4 separate regions of the Mus musculus genome follow, and all the other regions are linked to region 2. Evidence: chromatin contacts called from public HiChIP or PLAC-seq, Micro-C and promoter capture Hi-C data. All regions are on one chromosome and are shown on one strand. The core of a region is the stretch at or near the end of the contact, and the rest is flanking DNA. Distances in the headings are between cores, read along the strand shown. Region 1 holds the start of Cacna1h (calcium channel, voltage-dependent, T type, alpha 1H subunit). Region 2 holds the start of Rab11fip3 (RAB11 family interacting protein 3 (class II)). Region 3 holds the start of Unkl (unkempt family like zinc finger). Region 4 holds the start of Clcn7 (chloride channel, voltage-sensitive 7).

Region 1 (3,141 bases), core at 463-2,962, 640 kb after region 2:
CTTGTTCCTGGCCTGCCCTCCACTGGAGTGAAGCCCCCAAGAACAAGAAGATGTCCAGTGTCCCCTCCAGCGGACCTGTAGCTCCAATCGGAGCCTGGCACCTTATCGGTCTCCAGCTAGCTTTCAAGCAAAACACCACCTTGCACTTCATCATAACCTTTCCGAGGGGTTGGAGGAAAGTGGCAGTGCTTGCCAGCCATCTGGTCCAGGACCCCGCGTTGGCATAATTCGCCTGCTTGTCTATGCTTCACTCAGCTGTGTTCAAGGCTCAAGGCTCTTCCTGATCCCTCTCCTGGGTGGCTAGGTCCTTAATTGCTCTTTGAGGACCTTAATTATGGGCCGCAGCCACCCACTGGTAAGTAGGAGCATTAAAATAGAGTAAATGTTTTTCTTTTCTTGAAAAGTTCACATATACAAGACAAGGTGCTGTTGGGCCCAGGGGCCTGCCCTGCCTGGACCGACAGGCAGAGGACATGGTTCTTGTTCTCCACCTCCTTCCCCAGGCTGTGCCCTTCCCAGGCTCAGTGGTGAAATCCTCTTAGAATCCCAGAACCACATATGGGAAACTCCACTTCTCTGCAGCTCACCCTGCCAGGGCTCCATCCAGGTCTGAGGTTGCTATGTTGCTCTGGCCCTCCAAAGAGCCCAGCTACCCCAGGGCAGAGGGAGGCTGCTCTTTGTCTAGGACAGGAATGGTTTTCCCCAATAACAGGGCCTGAAGGTGAAAGAGCCCCTTGTTGGTTGAAATTTAAGTGGATGTACACCTAAGAGCTGGAATTTTATGGCCCTAGTGTGGTAATTGTGAGAAAGTAAAAAAATCCCTGCATACCTCCAGCGGGAGAGGGGGGGAACAGCCCCTCTGCTCATGCCTTCATGGGACAAGGGTCATGCAACCACTGGAGTATGAAAGGAGATTCAGCGACATGCTCAGGATATACCCTCTGTGTGCCTTGGCGGGTGCTGGGAGGCCCCGCTCGGCTTGTACTCCTTCTCGAGGTTCTTCCAAGAGCCCCAGTCCCCAGGAGAAGGGGGAGGGGGATGGGCACCGGCAAGTTTGCGGAAACTGGGAGGAGTGTGGGGGAGCTGCGTACCAGAGTACCCGGACTGCCCCAGGACAATTGGTGTCGCGTCGCGCAACGCGCCCCACGTCGCCCACGCGCCCCAAAGACACTGGCGCCCCGGCACACCCAAGACACACGCGGTGGGGGAAGGGCACGCGCCTCGCGGGCATGGTCACGGCGTGCCTCCCACGCCTGCTGAGCCCCGCCCCCTAGCCGACCCTAGCAGTGAAGAGAAGGGGCGGCGCGCGAGAAAAGGAGGGGGTCCCCGCCGGCTCCGCGCCCCCGCAGTGGGGGTGGGGAAGGACGTTGGCGCCGCTTCCCCCGCCCCTCGTCCAAGCATCCCTGCGAGCGCCCCCTGCTGCCGTGCTCTCCCGCGAGACAGTATGGGGCGGGAGGAGAGGTCGGGGAGGGGGGCGCGGACCGGGTTCGCCCAGTCCTGGACTTGGGGCTGGCGGCGTACCGGCACGGAGAAACACGGACCAAGGGATGTTGTGGGATAGCTTACGTCTGGGTGGGGGCGGGCCGGGCTGATGACCCCCGCCCACTCTCCGTCCCTATCTCGGTCCCTGAGGGTCGCCCCCTGCCCGCCCCGGCCGCGTTGGCCCCGCCCCATGGGCCGCCCCCGCCGCCCCGCCTCCCCGCCACTGCTCACTCCGAAGTTTCCTGCGCTGTGCGCGGACGGGCTCCAGGGCTCGCTCGCTCCCTCTCTGGCTCGGCCGCGCCCCCGGCCCGTGCCTGCGGTCCGCGCCCGCCCCGCCGTGCATTTAGCGGTTTTCCGCATCGGGACACCGTTGCTGCTGCTGGGCGGGCCGGAGCTAGAGCTTCCGCGAGAGCTGGTGCCGGGTGGGCCGGGGGCGCGGGCCGAGGAGGCGATACTGGCCCAGCTCCGGGCTCTGGACTGGGTCCCCAGTGACAGCGCCGCCCGGGCTATGCCCACAGGGACGCCGCTGGCCACCGGAGCGAGGTGAGATGCGGAGGGTACGCGCGCTTACTGCGCGCCTGGGACCCTTTGAACTTGAGCTCTATGGGCTCGGAGCCCCTAGGGCTCCCGCAACCCTTCGCCTCGGCCTTGGGGGTGGGGCTGCCAGGCTTTGCTGGCGGGAGGGGGCGGGGGGCGCACTTGTCTCTAATAAGGAGAGACAAAGACATCCCGGCGGCCGCGGCTGTTCCCGCAGCTCCGCTCCGCCTGAGGCGGGGCGGGGGCGTCGTTCCTGGGCCAGGGTCACCGCCTGCCCCTCTCTCCGCAGGTGCTGCCCTCTGCCACCATGACCGAGGGCACGCTGGCAGCGGACGAGGTCCGGGTGCCCCTGGGCGCTTCGCCTTCGGCTCCTGCAGCGCCGGTGAGGGCTTCCCCAGCGAGCCCTGGGGTGCCGGGGCGCGAGGAGCAGCGAGGATCCGGGTCGAGCGTGTTGGCTCCCGAGAGCCCAGGGACCGAGTGTGGTGCGGACCTGGGCGCCGACGAGGAACAGCCCGTCCCATACCCCGCTCTGGCTGCCACAGTCTTCTTCTGCCTCGGGCAAACCACGCGGCCCCGCAGCTGGTGCCTCCGACTGGTTTGTAACCCATATCCTTACAGGGTTGGCAGGGCGCTGGGGACTGGGGTGTGGGACTCCTCTGCGTACGTCCTGTGAACCCGGCTTGTGGGATCCGGCGGGGGCTCTGGGTAGGGGTGCTAGGGCGGCGTTCTTCTCAGAGATGGTAGGGTTAGCCTGTGGAATCTGGGTTCAGAGGCACCTCGGGACGGGAGAGTATGAGCAGAAGCGGCGAGGATGCCGCCGGTGGAAGGAAATGAAAGGTAGTTAACTCCAGGAGTCCTACTGGGGCGGGGGATGGGGGGAAAGATGGGAATCCCCGCCTTCTTAGCTTTCCAAAGGAAACACCTGAGCCTGTGTGAAGACCCTCGCTGGAGTCTGGGGGCCGGAAAGGGAGAAAGTTTCCACCTGCTCATTGGCGCTGTGTGCCGGGCAGGGCTGCTCCCTGGTTCTCCTCGAAGTGACGTTGGTTTGAGAACTCACTTTTCCAGGCTGAAGTCCGTTCAGGGGCTGATTTAAGTCACGCACAGCTGGGTGTGTGTGTGTGT
Region 2 (2,810 bases), core at 152-2,651:
ATTGCTGGGATTTGAACTCAGGACCTTTGGAAGAGCAGCTAGTGCTGAGCCATCTCACCAGCCCATCGCCTGACTCCTTATAACCTTTCATCTGCAGCCCCATTGCTTGGTCTGAGCCAGGAGGTGTGCATTCTCTACACACTGGTTCTATTTGGGCACACAAATGCTGGAAGTCATAAATATTTTTCTTAGTTTTGGCACACAACAGGAACACCTGGCTCCTCAGAAAACTGATCTTGACTGAGAACACCAAAGGACAGGTGGATACTTACCATGACACACTAAATAGAAAGGTTGGCACTCACTGGAACTGCATGTGAGAATGTTTGTCAGTCAAAGGGAATTTCCAGTCCTTGCATTAGATAGAGGGGACTTTATTCTTTCAATATATATATTCCTCACAAAAGCATTCAGTTCTTACAGGAAAATAGGACTACATTTTAGGGAGGGAGCACATCACCTTCCTTTTTCCCAGCTGCTGGAAGTCTCCTATAATATGCTGGGAGTTTTGCTTGGGGATGACTCAGTAGATTAGCTGGCTGTACACCTGGAAACGGAGTTCAGTTTTCAGCTTTTGCCAAAACTGCTTATGAAACCATACTTGTCCATGGTGCCCACGAGTGTACAATTGGTTCATAGTTTCCCCTGGCTAAATGGCTAAATTTAGTTCTTGACTAGATGCACCTCATTGCTTCCAACTGGCTTAGTCAACTGCTCCGCATCTCTGAGCACGACCCTTTGATGATGATAACGGCATTAGTTAGCAATAAAGAGATAAGCGCTGTTTATGTAATTTAAAAACATGTTCAGAGCAGGGTTGTTTGGGCCAGTCTACAATCCATGGCGGCAGGATTAGGAGTTAAAGGTAGCGTGGGCTGCACAAGTTCCTGTTTCAAAAAGATACCAAACAACATATCAAAGTAAAACAACATCTGTGCCTCTTTATTTTACTGTGCGCTCCTGTGGATGAATGTGTGAGCCCCTTAGATCCTGTCCTTGTGTGAGAGACTTTGGATAATTCCTTACCTGGTGGGGCAATTCGAGCGCTCCTTCGCTCCTACTTGCTGCCAATTAATATTCTGGTTTGTACCACCAGTTTGTGAAGGAGTCACACAGAAGGGACTAGCGGCTTCTTTTGGGATATGCGAATGTTTTGTTCCCGTTCAGCAATAGTTTTCCAAAACCTATTCTCGGGCGCCTCTTCCTGCGACAGAACACTTCACTCATCCCACTCGCGCAAATCGTACGGAAAACTCGAATTGGGCAGAGCACCGTCGCCCCTAAGCTGTGCCCTCTTCGAACTCACCTTTATAGCAATCCATGGGGGCGTGATCAGGTTACACGGCGTGCTGACGTCACGCGCGACGGAGGGCGGGCCGGCGCCGGCGCCGGCGTCCCTCACTGGGTTCCTAAGCTCAGGCGCTCTGGCTTCATCCTCCGCTGCCCGGCCGGTGCCTGTCTCCCACCGTCCACTCCCCGCCACTGGGTCCTTACATCATCCGGACTGTGCCGCTGCCATGGGCCCGCGCCAGCCGCGCTGCGGGGCCGGGAGCCGCTAAGGTGCGGTGCGAAGATGGGCGAGGGCGGAGCAGGGCCCGAGCGCCAGCCTCAGCAGTCCGGGCGCCCCGCGCGCGCCCGCCCGCGTCGCCGCGGGGATGCCCGCGCCCGCCGCCGCGCCCTGAGCGCCTTTGTCTGCCTTCCGCGCCTTTCGTATCATCCCTAGTTTAGCCGGCGCCGGATCATGGAGCTGTGCCAGCCGACCTCCCTGTCAGACCACGACCAGCCAGCGTCTGGGCCCCAGCGTGGGGTCATGGGGCTGGTGGGGCCCGACGCTCCTCGCGGCTGGTCAGAAGAGCCCGAGGAACACGCCCAGCTTCAACGGTGGCCAGAGGGACCCAACGCGCCAATCTGCTGGCCCGAGGAGGTAGAGGAGCCTCACGCTCCTAGTCGCTGGGCCAAAGAGCCCAATGCCCCTCGCTGCTCGTCCCAGGAGCCCGATGAATCCTGTCACTTGGCAGAGGAGCTGGAGGAATCCGACTCCCCTCGCTGCTGGCCCCAGGAGCCAGACACACCGTGCCACTTGGCCAAGGAGTTGGAGGAACCCGACGCCCCTCGCTGCCTGCCCCAGGAGCCCGACACACCGTGCTACTTGGCCAAAGAGCTAGAGGAACCCAACATCCCTCGGTGCTGGCCCCAGGAGCCCGACGTGCCGTGCCACTTGGCCAAGGAGCTAGAGGAACCCGACGCCCCTCGCTGCTGGCCCCAGGAACCAGACGCATTCTGTCACTTGCTCAAGGAGGTGGAGGAACCTGATGCCCTTCGCTGCTGGCTTCAAGGGCCAGACGCACCGTGCCACTTGGCCAAGGAACTGGAGGACCTCGACTCCCCTCGCTGCTGGCCCCAGGAGCCCGACGAATCCTGTCACTTGGCTAAGGAGCTGGAGGAACCAGACGCACCGTGCCACTTAGCCAAAGAGCTGGAGGAACCCGACGCCCCTCGCTGCTGGCCCCAGGAGCCCGACGTGCCCTGTCTCTTGGCCAAAAAGTGGGAGGAATCCGACGCACCGTGCCTCTTGACGGAGGAGCTGGAAGAGCCTGACGCCCTTCACTGCTGGCCCCAGGAGTCAGAGGCACCGTGTTTGTTGGCCAAGGAGCTAGAAGAGCCTGATGCCTCTCACAGCTGTCCTCAGGAGGCGGACACAGGGTGCCTCTCGGCCAAGGAGCCAGAGGAGCCTGATGTCTCTCACCTGTGGCAGGGGGTACCCGATGCACCGTGCCTCTTGGTCAAGGAACCAGAGGAGGCCGATGCAC
Region 3 (2,759 bases), core at 13-2,512, 880 kb after region 2:
ACACAGGCCGGTGGCCTCATCGTACTTGGAGCAGTATATGTCCGGGCTGTAGTTGAAGGTGCCATCGCGTCGTCGGAGCGGTCTGCGACGACGCTGATTTAGGAAATGCCAATGGAAACAGGTGAACGGCCTGTGCTGGCTGCACTTATGCTGCAAAAACAGGGAGCACTGCTCTGTCCTAAACTCCTTTAGATACCTAAAAAGACAAACAGCGTTGCGGGCCGCAGCCACCGCCGGCTGGAGGCCCCTGGGATGCGGCGGGGCAGGGTCCCAGACGAGAAGCATCCCCCACCCCCGGCAATACACACACACACACACACACACACACACACACACACTGAGCGATCCTGACTGCCATGGCCCGGTACCCTCCTTTTTTAAAAGCACCCCGGGTGTCACTTCCCAACTCGGAGACCAGGTAACTCCAGTCAGGCAGACTCTCCGTTCCCTGACCCCAAATACCACTTCCCAGTCCCCAGATAAGAAGATTCCCGGACACGAGGCATAGACCTCCTCTTAGCAGGCCATCACCAACTCTGATCCCAGGTAACTCTACAGAAGTACACTCCATTCTCTGCCCCCTTCTAGTCCCTGACCCCTGGAGCCACCTCTCAATCCTCAGTCCCGGTCTCCCGCTCGACTACCTTCATAGGTTCCAGATGGACTGCAAGCGCCACCCGCCCACACCAGGCGCAACCCCTCTTCTGCGCCGCAGAAACGACCCCCGGGCTCACAACCAAGCGGCCACCGGACTCTAGGTGCGGCTCCGCCCCCAGCCCAGAGGTCACCCCAGACCCCGGAACCGCCTCTCAACCTCAGGCAGCGACTGCTCGAGTCCGGATGGCCGTGCGCCCACCTCCAGCCCAGGCGCGGCCCTGAGCTACGAACGCAGGCGCTGTTCCCCAGACTCCAGTCTGGCGCGCGGGGTCGCCGGAGACCAGGAGCAAGTCCAGCCCCCAAGCCAGGGGTCACCGAAAACCCTGGGCGCTGCCACTCCACCTTAGGCGGCGGCCCGCGCCTGGACGGCGTGACCCGCAAGAGCTGGCGGCGGGGGCGCGGGCGCGGGCGGGGCGCACCCACAGCGGCGACACCGGGGCCCGTGGCGCACGCGGGCCGCTGCTTTGCGCCGCAGCGCCCAGAAGGCCACGGACCGCAGCCCAGGCACTGACCTGTAGTGGGTTGGTTTCTCTGTCTGCGGGGGGGACCCGCTCAGCGCCGCCGCCGCCGCTTTCGAAACCGACGGCATTTTCAGTCAAAACAATGCAGCGCGCATGCGCCGCGCCGGCGCCCCCGGATCTCCCCCCCGCACCGAGCCCCCTGCGCCCCCCGCCGCGCCGGCCACACCCCCGGGCACGCCACGCCGGCCACGCCCCCACCGACCCCTCGCCCACGCGCGCTGTGCGGCGGGGGTGACACACAGGTTCTGCCGGCCCACCACGGCAGCAAGTTACAGGCGCAAGGCGGGACACGCCCGTTGGTGTAGAGTCCCCATGATGGCCTCTGCGTCCAGGGCTGCTGTTGGGCACAGGTTTCTTTGAACTGGAAAAAGTCTATAATTAGACTGTGACGATGGTCGCCCCTTTATTAAATTTGTGAATTTAAGGATAATCCGAGTGTGAATTCTGTTGAGCCACTTTTTTAAAAACACAGCGTAAGATGCTGCCAGATGAGCCCATCGGGTAAAGGATGTACAGGGTGGTCAGTAATCAGACTGATCTGGGGTCCGCAGAATGCTAACTGCACGTGGCGGGCAGGACTCGCAAGTGCTAGGATGAATTCGGGAGAACCCAGGGCTAGCATTCACTGGTGTGTAAAGTGACCACAGCTCCTCTGCTAACTGCGGGTGTGCTCTGAGGGATAAAGTCTGAGTAGCACAGCCACAAGTGTTCTGAAAGGAATGGGCAGAAAAGAGAGGGATGTTTTCAGAAAGGAGGATTACAGAAAACCTATCCCATTTCCAGAAACACGATCTAAAATATTAACAGAGAGACATACACGGTCCAGGTATGTATGCTATATTTTAAAGTACTAGTAAGGTAAAATTACCATTTGCTGGTAGGATTACTGACTTCTTCATATGACATTTTTGTAGACAAATTCTTTGAGTTGTTGACAACTTTGGAGAGTGAGTTGGTTTGGTTTGGGTGCTAGAGGTAGAACCCGGAGCCATGTGCGTGCCCGGACCCAGGTCCATGCCGGCTAAGCACTTATCCCTGAGCATTTCCCCTAGCCCACAGACCCTGAAGTTAACTTAGTTTAAAGGACTTATTTTAATGGTTGCACAAGCATGTGGATGGATAGTGAGCTGTAGGCAGTCCCAGCAAACAGAAACATTGTTTTTTCAAAGATCAAATAGAAGAATGAGCAAGCAGGGAAGGGCAGACAGGGGAACCTACAGAGGAATAAATGTGTCTCAGACTGCTGAGGGATAGGGAATGAAAACTAGGTCAACCCCCAAGTCCAGCCTGGAGAAACACACAAGACAACCTAAGGAATCTGAGAGAGAGAGAGGGAGAGAAAGAGAGAGAGAGGGAGAGAGAGAGAGAGAGAGAGAGAGAAGCTGGCTCTGTAAGGTGTGACAGAGAGCAAATAGCAGTGATGGTGGAACTCAGCGACCTTGACTGTGGACATGGGCAAAGGTCTCTCATCAAAAGATGTGTTTTATTCCTCTGCAGACATCACCTGTGACACCCACATAAGGGCCAGACGTGTCCTTTTATTGAAGCTGGTACTCGAGGGCTATGGCTCAGAACAGAACT
Region 4 (3,012 bases), core at 235-2,734, 940 kb after region 2:
CCTGAAACTACAGTTATAAGTGGTTGAGCCACTGGACCTGGGTGCTAGGACCTGAACTTGAGTCTTCTCCAAGAGCAGCAATAGCCCCCTTCCCCAAAGGTTACTTTCTTTACAACAGGGATAACAAATCACACCACCCAGAAACACCCTAGGGAGGCAGACACAGCTCTACCACCTTACTTATTTCTGATCACTACTGCAGACCGGAGTCACAAGCACACGTCCTTCAAAAGGGCCTGAGCTGCTTCCCAGCAACAAGGAGCTGACTTTGACTTTCACTGTCCACTGCACCTTCAAGGGTCTAGCAAAGAAAGCCTAAATGTAAGTTTTGATGCGGTAGCCCTATCTTGTGCTCTTCTTAGCCTTTAAAACAGCAGGAGTGTTTGTTAAGACACCTCTAACATCAGGAGGAGGAAGGGTAAAGGACAGTTATAAAACAGACTAACATCAAGGAATTGATATAAGTAACTGACTCAAAATTAACACGATGCACACAGGCAAAAGAAGCAAAAGCACACAAGTAAACAAGCCTGTCCCGGTCTTAAACGCTAGGCATTTGAAGGCACAAACTGTTCGCAGTGCTGAGCACACTCTGGCCTCTGACTTGTTGCTTATCATGTCTGGCTGCACATTCCAAGTTCAACTAGGTAGTAAGAGAAAATGAGTGGGGATGCTTGACACTGCAATTGTGTCCCAAACGTCTGGAATTACTCCTGTGAGAAAGGAGACAGGCACTTTCACCGAAAGCACAATTCTGCCATTTAAATTGAAAACTACCAAGCGTGTAGTCCAGGCCTTCCAAGTTCTTGGGAAAATGAGACAGGATTATGAATTCATTGGTGGTCTCACTGTGAGACCTTATCTTGAAACGTCAAGGGCTATGGGTGCAGAGCTGAGGTCGTTATGATTGCCTTGTATGTGTAAACCCTGGCTTGACCCTCACCACGAAAAGTAAAATTAAAAAACAAAAGCAACGTTAAAGTCTTGGGATCTCTTGCTGAAAAGTCAGCGACAACGGTTCCTGGAGGAGAGGGTATCATTTTCTCTGATGGTGTAGCCACTGAGGAACGAGATGGGAAGAAGGGGTTCAAAGAGAAAGAAAGAAGAGGTTTATGAGTGCGAGGCTATCAAAAATAAAAGTCTTCCAGGATTCAAAAAAATAACAGAGGAGAGCACCGTGGCCTCCCTCTGGGCCCCGCCAGCACACTGAGGACCGGCGCAGCGATCCCGGCGGCTGCATCTCCGGCCCGCGGGCCTCACCTGGCGCGCGCCCGGCCCAGCTCCGTTCAGCAGCGGCGTCTCCTCGTCAGGCTGCCCTGTCCTTCGAAGCAGTGGCGCCCCCTCCTCATCATCGCGATCTCGGCCGGACCAAGACACTTTCTTAGAGACGTTGGCCATGGCCCACTGAGGACCAAACTCAACAAGAACAGCCGGCAGACCGGCAGCATTCCCGTGACCCGCGCCCAGGTCTCACGTGATCTATCATCGGTGCCCACGTGACTGACGACGGAGGCCGGCAAGATCCGGGAGCGCGGAGTCTCCTGGGAATTGTGGTTCACTGGTCGTTGCAGCCCAGGGTAGAAACCTAGAACTCAAAATCCCTAGCAATTAGTGTCTTCACTGAAGGCAGTGACCCAAACTCCAGAGAAGAACCAGCCCGAGATGCACGCCTAGTCCTCCAAGAGATGATATGGAAAAAAAAAAAATAAACTACCTGTAAAAGTTCTGGAATCGTCCCTCTCAACTAAGTTGGCTTCATGTGTTTCCTGTGCTCAAAGGGCAGCCAAACTGCTGCAATTCCGGGAAAGGGATTGAGACCCTGATGCCACACCACTTCCAGTAGGATCTGTATGACAAGTTCCACAAACTGAGGCTATTGACCTCAAAAGGGGTAGGCCTCCTGGAACCGGTGTGGAACTCTTCGCCGGAGAAAAAAATATTGAGTGGTAGTTCTTATGGCAATGTTTTGTTTTCTCTTATTCCTTTTCTTATTTACATGTTCCTGGTAGCCTAGGCCAAGATCTTAAGCAAGAATAATGGGTAAGAAACCAACCCTAGAGATGGGGGCCACTAACATGACCTTATCCCCCGGGAAAACAATGCCTTACTTTCTAAATCATTTACAAAACTATTACGATAGATAAAAACTTTCCCAACAATAAAATTTCATATGGCTGCACGTGTGTCATCGGAGGTGGATTTTGGTGTATGGTAAAGAAAGCCTTAATTAGAAAGAATTAAAATAGTTTGAATTTACATATTGAAGATTTGTTAAAAAAGAAAAAGAAAAAACCCAGATACTAGATGTTAAATAGTAATTGACCATGGGGCTAGAGAGTTAGTTCAGTGGTTAAGAGCACTGACCATTAAAGATTTATTAACCTGCTCCTAGAAATAAGCCACTAGACTTGGACAACAGCCCCCACTGAATACATCCTTTTAGAATTGTTATATTTTGATGATTTATATTAATAATGATGTTACCTGTACTGTTTGTGATTCACTGAATGCATAGTTTCAGAGTTGTAATGCTTGGATGATTTTTGTGCTTTACTGTGCCAAATGATTTTTGTTGGTATTTGTGATTGTTTCACTGGATATAGTTTCTAAGAGATGTAATGTTTGGTTTTTTAATGTATAAAATCCCCTGCTTGAGAGCTGCAAAATGCACTCAGATTCAAACTGCCTCTGTGTTTGTTTCTGTTTGTCACCACCGAATCCTTACCCACCTAGCTTTGAGGACCCTCATTCCAGAGACCCCCATAACCGACTTGGGTGGACCGTGGCACCCTGAAGTGCCAAATTAGGAAAGACTGGGGTTCCTCCGAGGAGGAGACTAGGACAGCACATGGGCGTGGCATTAACTAGCCGCAGGTTGCTTTAGGCAATAGTATTTTAGGAAGATTAAGTTTGCCTTAGTATCGGTGTTACATCAACAAAGTTGTTCTTAGATGTATCCTGAATTATGTAGGGGCAAGGATTGGGATTTGATACTACAACTTCAGGGACCCG

What was found. Promoter capture Hi-C pulls out the DNA fragments that hold promoters and counts their contacts. Hi-C and Micro-C count contacts between places; a contact is called where the count stands out from the background. HiChIP or PLAC-seq counts read pairs in DNA pulled down with a chosen protein or histone mark.
Region 1: a contact with region 2 is called in a Micro-C map of embryonic stem cells, with 3 times the contacts expected there. The contact joins the promoter of Cacna1h here to the promoter of Rab11fip3 in region 2. A contact is called at or near these places in 1 of 39 promoter capture datasets (embryonic stem cells) and 1 of 484 Hi-C or Micro-C datasets (embryonic stem cells).
Region 3: a promoter capture Hi-C map of liver shows a contact between it and region 2, with 2.3 times the contacts expected there. The contact joins the promoter of Unkl here to the promoter of Rab11fip3 in region 2.
Region 4: an H3K27ac HiChIP or PLAC-seq map of large pre-B cells shows a contact between it and region 2, with 4 times the contacts expected there. The contact joins the promoter of Clcn7 here to the promoter of Rab11fip3 in region 2. A contact is called at or near these places in 1 of 39 promoter capture datasets (liver) and 1 of 115 datasets of contacts at active chromatin or transcription factors (large pre-B cells).

The regions. Positions count from the first base shown.
Region 1 is chr17:25,432,354-25,435,494 of GRCm38.p6, reverse strand. It overlaps Cacna1h (calcium channel, voltage-dependent, T type, alpha 1H subunit), which reads left to right and starts at 1,712. Exons shown (of 35, transcript NM_021415.4): 1 at 1,712-2,025; 2 at 2,309-2,625. The coding sequence starts at 2,327.
Region 2 is chr17:26,068,109-26,070,918 of GRCm38.p6, reverse strand. Rab11fip3 (RAB11 family interacting protein 3 (class II)) reads left to right here and starts at 1,401. Exons shown (of 14, transcript NM_001162868.2): 1 at 1,401-2,810. The coding sequence starts at 1,742.
Region 3 is chr17:25,186,903-25,189,661 of GRCm38.p6, reverse strand. Unkl (unkempt family like zinc finger) reads right to left here and starts at 1,262. Exons shown (of 15, transcript NM_001197024.1): 1 at 1,170-1,262; 2 at 1-196. The coding sequence starts at 1,246. It overlaps BC003965 (cDNA sequence BC003965), which reads right to left. Exons shown (of 2, transcript NM_183150.2): 2 at 2,000-2,759. It overlaps Gm52286 (a long non-coding RNA gene), which reads left to right and starts at 192. Exons shown (of 2, transcript XR_003952239.1): 1 at 192-546; 2 at 653-1,608.
Region 4 is chr17:25,131,863-25,134,874 of GRCm38.p6, reverse strand. It overlaps Clcn7 (chloride channel, voltage-sensitive 7), which reads right to left and starts at 1,484. Exons shown (of 25, transcript NM_011930.4): 1 at 1,261-1,484. The coding sequence starts at 1,398.